Linked DNA regions of Mus musculus: region 1 is linked to region 2. A link is a contact called in public HiChIP or PLAC-seq data. All regions are on one chromosome and are shown on one strand. Each heading gives the region's core, a stretch centred on a gene start, on an enhancer-like site or on the middle of the called end of the contact. The rest is flanking DNA. Distances are from core to core; before and after follow the strand shown.

The links. HiChIP or PLAC-seq counts read pairs in DNA pulled down with a chosen protein or histone mark.
Region 1: an H3K4me3 HiChIP or PLAC-seq map of embryonic basal ganglia shows a contact between it and region 2, with 2.9 times the contacts expected there. The contact joins two enhancer-like sites. A contact is called at or near these places in 1 of 484 Hi-C or Micro-C datasets (nephron progenitors), 4 of 115 datasets of contacts at active chromatin or transcription factors (embryonic basal ganglia and embryonic stem cells) and 1 of 9 other capture datasets (embryonic stem cells).

Annotation. Positions count from the first base shown.
Region 1 is chr9:23,008,818-23,013,452 of GRCm38.p6, reverse strand. The region is part of intron 1 of Gm36743 (a long non-coding RNA gene); the gene reads right to left. Among named protein-coding and RNA genes, the nearest start is that of Gm36743, 15 kb to the right of the region's middle. RefSeq lists an enhancer at 698-2,575. Within about 2 kb of position 1,657, at least 34 of the 459 cell types and tissues checked have an H3K27ac peak or open chromatin away from gene starts, as enhancers often do. A contact at or near this core is called in embryonic basal ganglia, where this site is marked.
Region 2 is chr9:22,733,853-22,738,349 of GRCm38.p6, reverse strand. The region is part of intron 19 of Bbs9 (Bardet-Biedl syndrome 9 (human)); the gene reads right to left. Among named protein-coding and RNA genes, the nearest start is that of Gm39309, 69 kb to the left of the region's middle. Within about 2 kb of position 2,894, at least 13 of the 459 cell types and tissues checked have an H3K27ac peak or open chromatin away from gene starts, as enhancers often do. A contact at or near this core is called in embryonic basal ganglia, where this site is marked.

The DNA.
Region 1 (4,635 bases), core at 408-2,907, 280 kb before region 2:
CCCAACAGTTCTCACCTGAAAAACCATAATAGCAAAACGCTTTAGGTAGGAGAAGACATACCATAGACAAAGTCAAAGGTTTGATAATAAATTTTTGGGAACAGCAAATTGTTTAATAAATCAAAAGTAATATTTTTGCGTAGGTTTATGGCGGTGTGCGTGTGCATGGGAATCAAACCCAAGATCCTATAGAGCTAGGAAAATGCTTCCCACTAAATTACAACCACCCCCCTGTTTTGGTTTTTTGTTTGTTTGTTTGTTTGTTTGGAGACTGGACCTTCTCATGTGGCTCCGACTGGCCTCAAACTGTTGATCTTTTTGCCTCTGCCGCCGGAGAGCTGTGGTTTCAGACATGCACGCACGCATGCATGCACCTGTAGGAGATCCTCTGAAAGCACTTGTAAACACATTAAGAAACTCAGTCTTGTAGAACTCAGTCTTGTAAAAATGAAGCAAGATCATTGGTGGCCATATAATTCAGCAAAAGATGACATTAAGCATAGAACTTCTAGAAGATACTCCCACACACATGACACATGAAGAAGAAAAAATAAATCCCAGCAAGACCATTTTTATGTAAACCCTTGAGGTTGGCTGAAAACTTGTTTCAGGACTCCACTGAAGCCGTGCATTCCGTCAGCGTTCTGTGCCTAGTGCCGTACAGGCACAACGTGAATAAATGATATTTTGTAGTGTTTAATGGTGGCCAGAGAAACCACCAAGGGCCTGTAAGGGTCCTGTAAGTACAACACCAACCACCAAGGGCCTAACTATACACCACACATACCTGGTTGAACTCCCAGATACTGAGGTGGGAAATACAGAGGGTGAGCTGTACAGGCAGAAATTGTCAATATTGGATCACATGTGGCAGGTAGAACTCATGTGTGTATGGGCTCACATGTATCCAAGGAGGGAAATCTGAGCCCATCCATCACACAGGAAAAGGCTTTGTCTCTGACATTCCACCTGCAGAAACATAAGCCACAGTTCTGGCCAGCAGGGAGCGACAGCCAAGTGCAGCTTTCTGACACCAGCTCTGCTTACAGGGAGCTCCATAAACTCTCCCTGGATGGGGACAGTTTTCACACAATGGAGGACAGGAGCCACTACATGCTCTCGAGAAAAATCCCGCCTGTTGATGTTGGCTGGGGTGTCCCCACAGCTGTTTCTCTTTCCTGGGTTTGACATCGAGGGATCCCATGGTTCACACTGCTCAGCAGTCCCCAGTCATCTGATCTCAGCCACACAACACCCGGAGTCTTCAAACAATGAGAAACCACAGATGAGAATGCTCCTCCCACCCTAATGACTTTAAGATGTGACACAAAGTTGCCCTCTCCTCTGCCTTTTGATTCAAACCACTCTATTAATTCTGTTACCTCGAAGTGATTGCCTTCGCTTTAACATTTTTGTTGACATGCCCTTCACTTCAAATCTATGCCACATTTCTAGAGAAAGCATTTGTGCAAAAGTGACCCTCCCCTCTTCCTTAGGATGCACCACCCACCTGCAAATACAATCTGAATTCTTGCTGGCAATAGGAATGGAGCCACAAACTTCTTTTTTATCAAAACTGGTCATGATCCTAATAGAACATACTCCGTGTCTACCTCCATCCCCAGTCCTCAATCAGTGCAGCCCTTCCTTTGCTCTGGGAATAAAAGACGGCATCGAAAGGGTTAACTCCCCCAGCAAAGCATTTTGCTGACCCAGTGTGAGATGGATTGGACCAAATTCAATTTAGCTGCAGTCAACAGGAAAGTAGGAAGGAAAATAGGATTTAACAAACAAAGCATTTTTTAAAAGAGAGGTGGAGGGGGAGTCCACAGCAGGAAATAATTATTTGGGCAATTGTTCACTTTGTTAAAGGACTGGCCGGGATGAATATCCACCAGGACTCTCTGCTGTGCTCGTGGTTTCTCTGAAACACCCTGTCTGCTCCAATTAGTTACAAAAGTGGTCTGCTGGGCTGGAGGAACGAGTGATTGTGTTGTGTGTCAGGGGTTGGGGGAGCAGAGGCATATGTCACTGAAGCAGAGTCTGGCACCAGCTCGCTCTGGCAAAACCTCCAGTGGTCCTCCAGGGTGGAACCAATGGCAAAGGAAGCCTGCACACCAACAGAAGTGGTTTACAAAAATAATTCGGTGACCATCCCATCCCGTCTGCCTCCGATTAAGCACGTTAAACCGTTCAGCCCAAGTTAGCATTTCTTACATATAGATATACATAAATAAACAAAGCCACATATTTTATCAAATATTTGCATTTGAAAAAGCCCTCCTTACCTCTCTCCCCAGCCCAGAGGCTCTCTCATCTCTCCCCACCCCCATTTCCCTGCCCTTAGAACATTTACACTTAAAGCATGAAAACTTCCAAAAGGAGCTCAGAAGAGAAGCAAGAGCTCCCCTTTGGAAAGGTGAGGGAAAATAATAATTTCAGAATAAAAAATCTTTCAATCTTTAAAGGGAGTTTATAGCCTTGCCCCAGGAAAGTCAGCCAAAGGCTTAATTGGTGTGAGAACGGGAGGGTCCTGGGGAGCCAGGCTTAGCAGTTCACACTGCTCCAACTCTGGGTGCTGAAGACAAACCAGCAACCTCTTCAAAGACAACCATCTACTAGCATAGAAAAAATCCACTAAACACATTTCAGTCACCTAAATTGGAAAGTAATGTGACAAGACACGGATAAATAGCAAATAAAGAATGTACAGAATTCTTTTCTAAAATATTTTTTTGTCCCATCCACTTATACAATGTATATTGATCATATCCATCCAATCGATAATACGTGCAGAATTCTGGCTAATCCAAACATCACCTTGAAAGTTTACTTTTCTATTTTTAATATATTTTATGACTTTGCTACTTTGCTATATTACTAATTTACTAATATACTTTATTAGTAACCTTTCTGCACAGAGTGACAACTAAAGCACAGGCTAGTGAGGTAAACTCCTCAAGGCCACTAGCTAGGATGGACAGGAAGCCTGGGTTGGGGTCTGGACACATGACTTCAGATCCTACTGTCTCCTGCTCCTCTGTACACAGAAAAAGCAAAAGGATCAGGGTCCTGGGGCCGTTTCTCAGGGCCAGACAGAGGAGAAGGCAGGGCCTGGGACAGCTGGACAGACAGAAAGCTGGCTGTGTCCTGGAAGCCAAATCCTGGGCTAAGCTAATGACACCTTTGCAGGCTTCAGCCTCCAGCTGAAGGTGAGCTCTGCAGGACTTTTGTCCCAGCTAAGACAGTGCTTAGGTGCGGGCCGCCCTATAGAATCAATGATCCAGGGCTTCGTCCTTCACTTGGGTTAAGTCTGCACGGAGCTAGGGCGAGCTGTTTGAAGGGCGGGAGTTCAGCAGGCAGCCAAGGGCTACAGGGGTTCAAAGGAGATTTTGACGTTTCAGCGTGCCTTTACTCCAGCCCCTGTAGGACCAACTGTTACACAATGGTCATAACTGTAATGCTTTGGGACTTGCCTGGAGGCAGGCTAGGGTGGAGAATTTCCAGCACCCAAGGTAATGGGAAGTGTTGAGCAAGGAAAGTGAAAAGCCCCGGTCTAGCATTTCCATTTACCTACTCTGTCTGTCTGAAGAAGTGTCATTAATTCAAACCATCTCGAACGAGGCTTGATGATGTGTGAGAGCGGAAGCCACAGCACCAGGCCTCTCACATCCTGCGGACTCTCTCTGCTTGCAGCGATCGATGATCCCCCCCTCATCCCTCCACCCCCTTCGCAGACTTGCTGCGAAAACCACCCGGTGCTGACCACTAATGCGAATGTGTGCGTGCGACTCCAGCGGCTCCAGACAGCTGCAGGCTGCTCTTCCCCACACCTTTCCCTGGCCCGTTGCCCTGGCTGCCACCTGCTCCTCCTTCCTCCCAGCTCCTCCCGCAGGGAGACCTCAGGACCCACACTCCAAGAGAAGAAAATCCGGGAAGCTGGGGTCTGCCCTCGAGGAAATACCTCCAGATCAACTGCCCTGCTTGCTTCTCAATGTGAATACTTTTCCTAGGGCGGCAGAGTTCTTGCTGAGATGATAGCTTGCCTTGATAACGCTGAATTCTGCAGCCAGAAGGAAAATCCATCCCTTTCTAAGCCCAAGTCTGAAAAACGTAGCGACACATAAGTTTAATATTTTGGTTGATAATATGCCATGGACTCAGAGTATTTTCCATTTCCTCTATCCTTTCCCCAGTGACTTCAAAGGTCTGTATTAATGTATCAGAACCTGAATAGGAGTTGTAATGCTAAAAGTGTTTTTTTTTTTTTTCTTTAAAAAATGCATTAGACTCATTCAAATGAGTCCTGTGCTCCTTAGGGTAGACTCTTGAACAGGATTAGGACTTAACTGTAGCGACCCCCACCCCAGCACACAAAGGCAGGCTCTGCCAACACACATACTCAGGTATTTGCACAAGAAGTGCTTTTACAATTCATTTTGCATAAGCACACCATTGCTAGTATCTTTCATGGTGTCATGCTAAAATTTGTGGGGAAAGTCCCAGAAGTTGAATGCCAGGTCTAATCTGACACTTTTAGGAAATAGGCCGGTTGAGCCACGCAGAGTGCTAGGCCCCTTCAATCCCTGCACTCAGGAGGCTGAGGCAGGGGGATGGTAGGCTGCATAGTTCTGT
Region 2 (4,497 bases), core at 1,645-4,144:
TTGCCTCATGCAACGTTTCTAAAGATGAATCGATAGTTCAAACAAATTGGCGGAATCACAACATTAAAAACCATTATTTGTTTCACAGAGTCACTCACGGGGAGGTAAAATCTTTGATTTTTCCTTAACACATACGATAACAGAATGTTGAAAGGAAGTAATGGAGTCGCGGTGATGTAACTGAAATGTTTCCTCTGAGTTTGGTATGTTCTGGATCTCGTTTAAGGTCAGAGCTGAATACTACATTCAGTGTGAGTTGCATTACATCATAGCCATCACTGCACAGTTTTAGACTTCATTACTTAAGACCCAGTAAGTAAAAAACAGACGTGCCATTTCAAATGTTACTTGTTTGATTACATTAACTAAGCATTCAATTAATTTTGCCATGATTATAAATAAAATATCTAGGTCATAAAAGAGTTCTGCAAATGAGCTAAAAAAAAATACAATCTCAGTAATTGCTTCTGAAGCAGACAGCAGCTCTCTCTTCCCCATGTCAGACCTGCAGAGCTCTTACCTATCTGGATGATCAGACCTGTACCATCCCTAATTCATAGGCCTGCAGAGTCCAGCCATTTAAGCTGTCAAAATTACATGCTAAAATAAAATGGTCCCTAAGCATCAGGCAGCTGTTAGGGGCTGCTCCCCAAAGTGTTCTGATTACTTTTAGCAGAAAAACAGTGTCCTAACTTCTCTATTAAAATATATCATTGAAATATATAATTGAAATGAAAATACACGCAACATCAAAATAAAAATGATGACAGCAACATAAACTAAAGTCTGAAAAGTGGTTTTTTTTTTCACCAAATAAAAGATATTGGCTCAATGTTTGGAAAGTTGTTTAACAATATACAGCATGAACTTTTCAAGTGCTCTATTATTTGGTCTAATAACATTATTTCTAGAACTATATCCTAAAGATATCATTATAGGGATACGGACATAGATGTAAACAAAGAGATGAATATTACTTATAAAACACACCAATAATAAATATGATCAAAAATGATGTGTATGTGTATACGTGTGTACTATGTGTTTATGTGCATATATGCCAGGCCTAGGTATCTCTCTTGAGTTGCTGATCAGAGGAGTCCAAGAGACCCCTAAAGCAGTGAAGGCTACTTGTTGTCGTTTCCATTGGTTGTCTCCGTAAAACTGAAGGTTTTCTCACATGGGGCTTGGAGAAATGGAGCTGGACTTGACCTAGAAGCCTCCTCCCTGAGGAGTGGCTCTCACAATACCAAAACCAGAGGGAGCAGGCAGCTGCCAGGAGAGGAAGGCCATCAGTGGTCCTACCCAGCTGTAAAGTCTGTGACCCACAGCAAGAAGCTGAATGGCAAATGTCCCAGAAAGCACAATAATGGCACTTATACCTGGGGGACCAACAACCACCTCATTAAAGTTAAGGCTCATCCAGTAGGAGAGAGTTCATGCCTAGGACTGTAAACCCACGGCTGGTGAGGACACTGACCCAAGAGAAAAACCTACAGTAACCAGTTTCATAAACCATTATATAAATTGACTGTATTCTAAATAACTATAGATAAGTGTAACTCTCACCCTTTGTTGCAGACAGAAACCATCACATAACTCTACAACTGGTCAAAATGCAGAGAACTGACTATGGGTGTCCAACCTCAGTTAATAAGTCAATAATAGAATCCCTACAGTTAAGGGCCAGGAACATTGTAGAAGATGGGTCAGAAAGATAGTAAGAGCCAGAGAACCAAGATATCTGCTGGGCAAAAGTATTTACTGTATATGACAGGGAAGCTGCACCCATGAAATCTCAACTCTATGGCTGTGTGACTAGGACCCGAGAAATGGCAAGGCCAACGGTAATGCCAGTGTGGAGGGAAGAAATTTCATAAGATACCACTCCTTGATGAAGAGCTATCAGGAACTAAAGTTACTGCAAGAGGGAGAAACAGTCTTCTCTAGAGATGAACTCCCTGATAGGTTATAGGTTATCCCAGTTCCAAATAGTTAGTCATGAACTCATGTAAACGTGAGCAACACTAAATGAACTCAGCAGGTGCTGCTTATAAAGTGTGTGAGTGTGTGTGTGTGTGTGTGTGTATAACAATTATAATCAAAGATAAGAAGCCATGAATTTGAGGAGTATGAGGGCAGTGTAAAAAAAGATAGAAAAAGGACAAGAAATGTGGAAATTATGGAAATAGAGCACTCTTTATGACATTCTCAATAAATAAAAGAAAATAAATGATGCTTGAAAATTAACAATTATCATATATACATCAAAAATCTAATTTTAAAATGTACTATGGCAACATATATGTGCTATAATACTTAAAATTTTTATTTAAACTATAGATATAACATAAACTTTCTCCACATTTTTTACAAGACTAGAAGCTGAGCATATTAATAAGGTGATAAAATTCCATGTAATTTTATTTTCCTCCTCATATGATTCCAAATTTTGTGCATGCCAAATTTTTCAAGTTATGTGCATTGGCTATTCATAAAGTATGAAATTACTTAAAGGATAATGCTTATATCAGCCCCATATCAACTGATTTAATTCCAGTTGGCATCAACAAAATTAAAAGATCTGCTCTATAAGAAATCTTTTCTATAAATGTGAAAGGCATGCAAACAGCACAAGCTGAAACGGAGAGTTCTCGACATAATTGTATCTCTTCAGACTGAACACTAAGGCTGATAGCACTAATGGGCCGAAGCTAGAGCGGCATGAATAATACATCACTGTGCCAATCAATGGAACCGCATTACACGCTGATGGAAAACAAATGCCCAGAGTAAAAACACAGGCATTCAAATGCAGCTATCACCTACTCCCCACAACATCAGGGTGTGGGAGGGCTGGGACAAGTCTGCCAACAGGATCCCAAGATATGCCAAGGGAAAGGCACTAGACGGTGATCAGGTGACGGGAACTTTCTGATGACTACACATGCATTTCCATGTAACTACTGTGTCCTCTTCTACAAAATCCGTGAGGCTAGAAAATTCAACTGTTTAATTAACATATGCAATTTGTACAAAATTAAATGAATTATGCTGGAGAAAAATAAACAAGCAAACTCGGCAGAGTTATCTCTACCTCTCAGTCAAGGGTCTGCTAACGAGGCAGTGGAGGAACTGATTCTGTTTCTAGACTCTGGGTGGAGCGGCTAGGTGATTGACGAAACGTGCCTCAAGGAACATGCACGTCTCCTTACTCATGCACAGCTGTTACAGATCAGAGCCTTGGGAGAGAATGAGGGAGAAAGAGACCAGCATATAAAAGGCTGTTTGACTCTAAAATCCTGCAAGGGAAACTCTTAGCGCAAATGTTCTACAAATGATACCGCACAGGAGTATTTTAGAACCAAGAAAAGCATGCTATCAGGAGACCTGGCTTGGGGATGTTCATGACAGCTCCCTCACAGACCTAGTTATAAGTGATGCCATTTTCAGTTCAGATCATCTTCCATGGTATAGTGAACTAGATTAATCTGATCTTCTCTATTAAATTATTTCTGGGACAACACTAAAGCAAGGAGATAAAACACTATACTCATGGCTTAACACTTGAGTTTAGCAGTCAAAAAATGAACACCTGGAGTGAATGGCACTGGCTGGTCTTCTAAGGAAGCTTTTAGGCTTATTCACAAAAGGTATATGTAATCACATTGCACAGCAATCACACTGCCAAAGGGTAATTTCTGAAGTAACTTAAGAAAAATAATATAACCTAAATGTTTAACGGACTAGAGTGCATTCCCATGGCTCTTTCCTCTTGGTGATCATTTTGAGATCAAAACTATGATGGACTGCCCCGTTAAGTGCTGCTCCAATTTGCTCTTCTTCATTAGTGCTAAGTCCCTTCAAATCTTAAGAAAAGACATCTAGTGATAAAGCAGAGCTAAGTCCATTGTATACCAGAGTCATTCCTACTAAACACATGGTGCTTATCTTAGTCTATTCAGCTCTGAGGATACCATGCCCTCCACACCAGGAAGACCTACAATGCACCAGTTTTGTTTTGGTTCCTGTTGTTGTTTGGTTGGTTTCATTTTTTACCTTGATGTCATGCAGAGGAGTTCTCTCCCAATTAGCCACAGGTTCATGGTGGCTCAGAGCTTCCTCAGACAGGTCTCCTATGTACAAGCTGGGCTCAGAAAATGAAACTCACAAACAGAGAAATGCAATGTCAAGAGAGGAGTACAATCCTTTTGGCATTTTAGCTCCTTGGCATAATTGTCATTTTCCTGATGGATTTACCTACATGAAATTTAAAGTCCATGTGTTCTCATCAGCTTGCACATTAAGCAAAATTTAAGAAAAGTGTAAGTTTTTAAATCTTTCTTCATAAAAAGTGAACTTAATCAAGTGCCACCACAAAATTACTAGGTCAACAGGAAATCAAAATTGAAATTACATGCCATGAACAGCACTGTGTACCTATAATCCCAATACTCTGGAGTCTGAGGTAGGCAGATCTCAATATCAAAGCCAGCC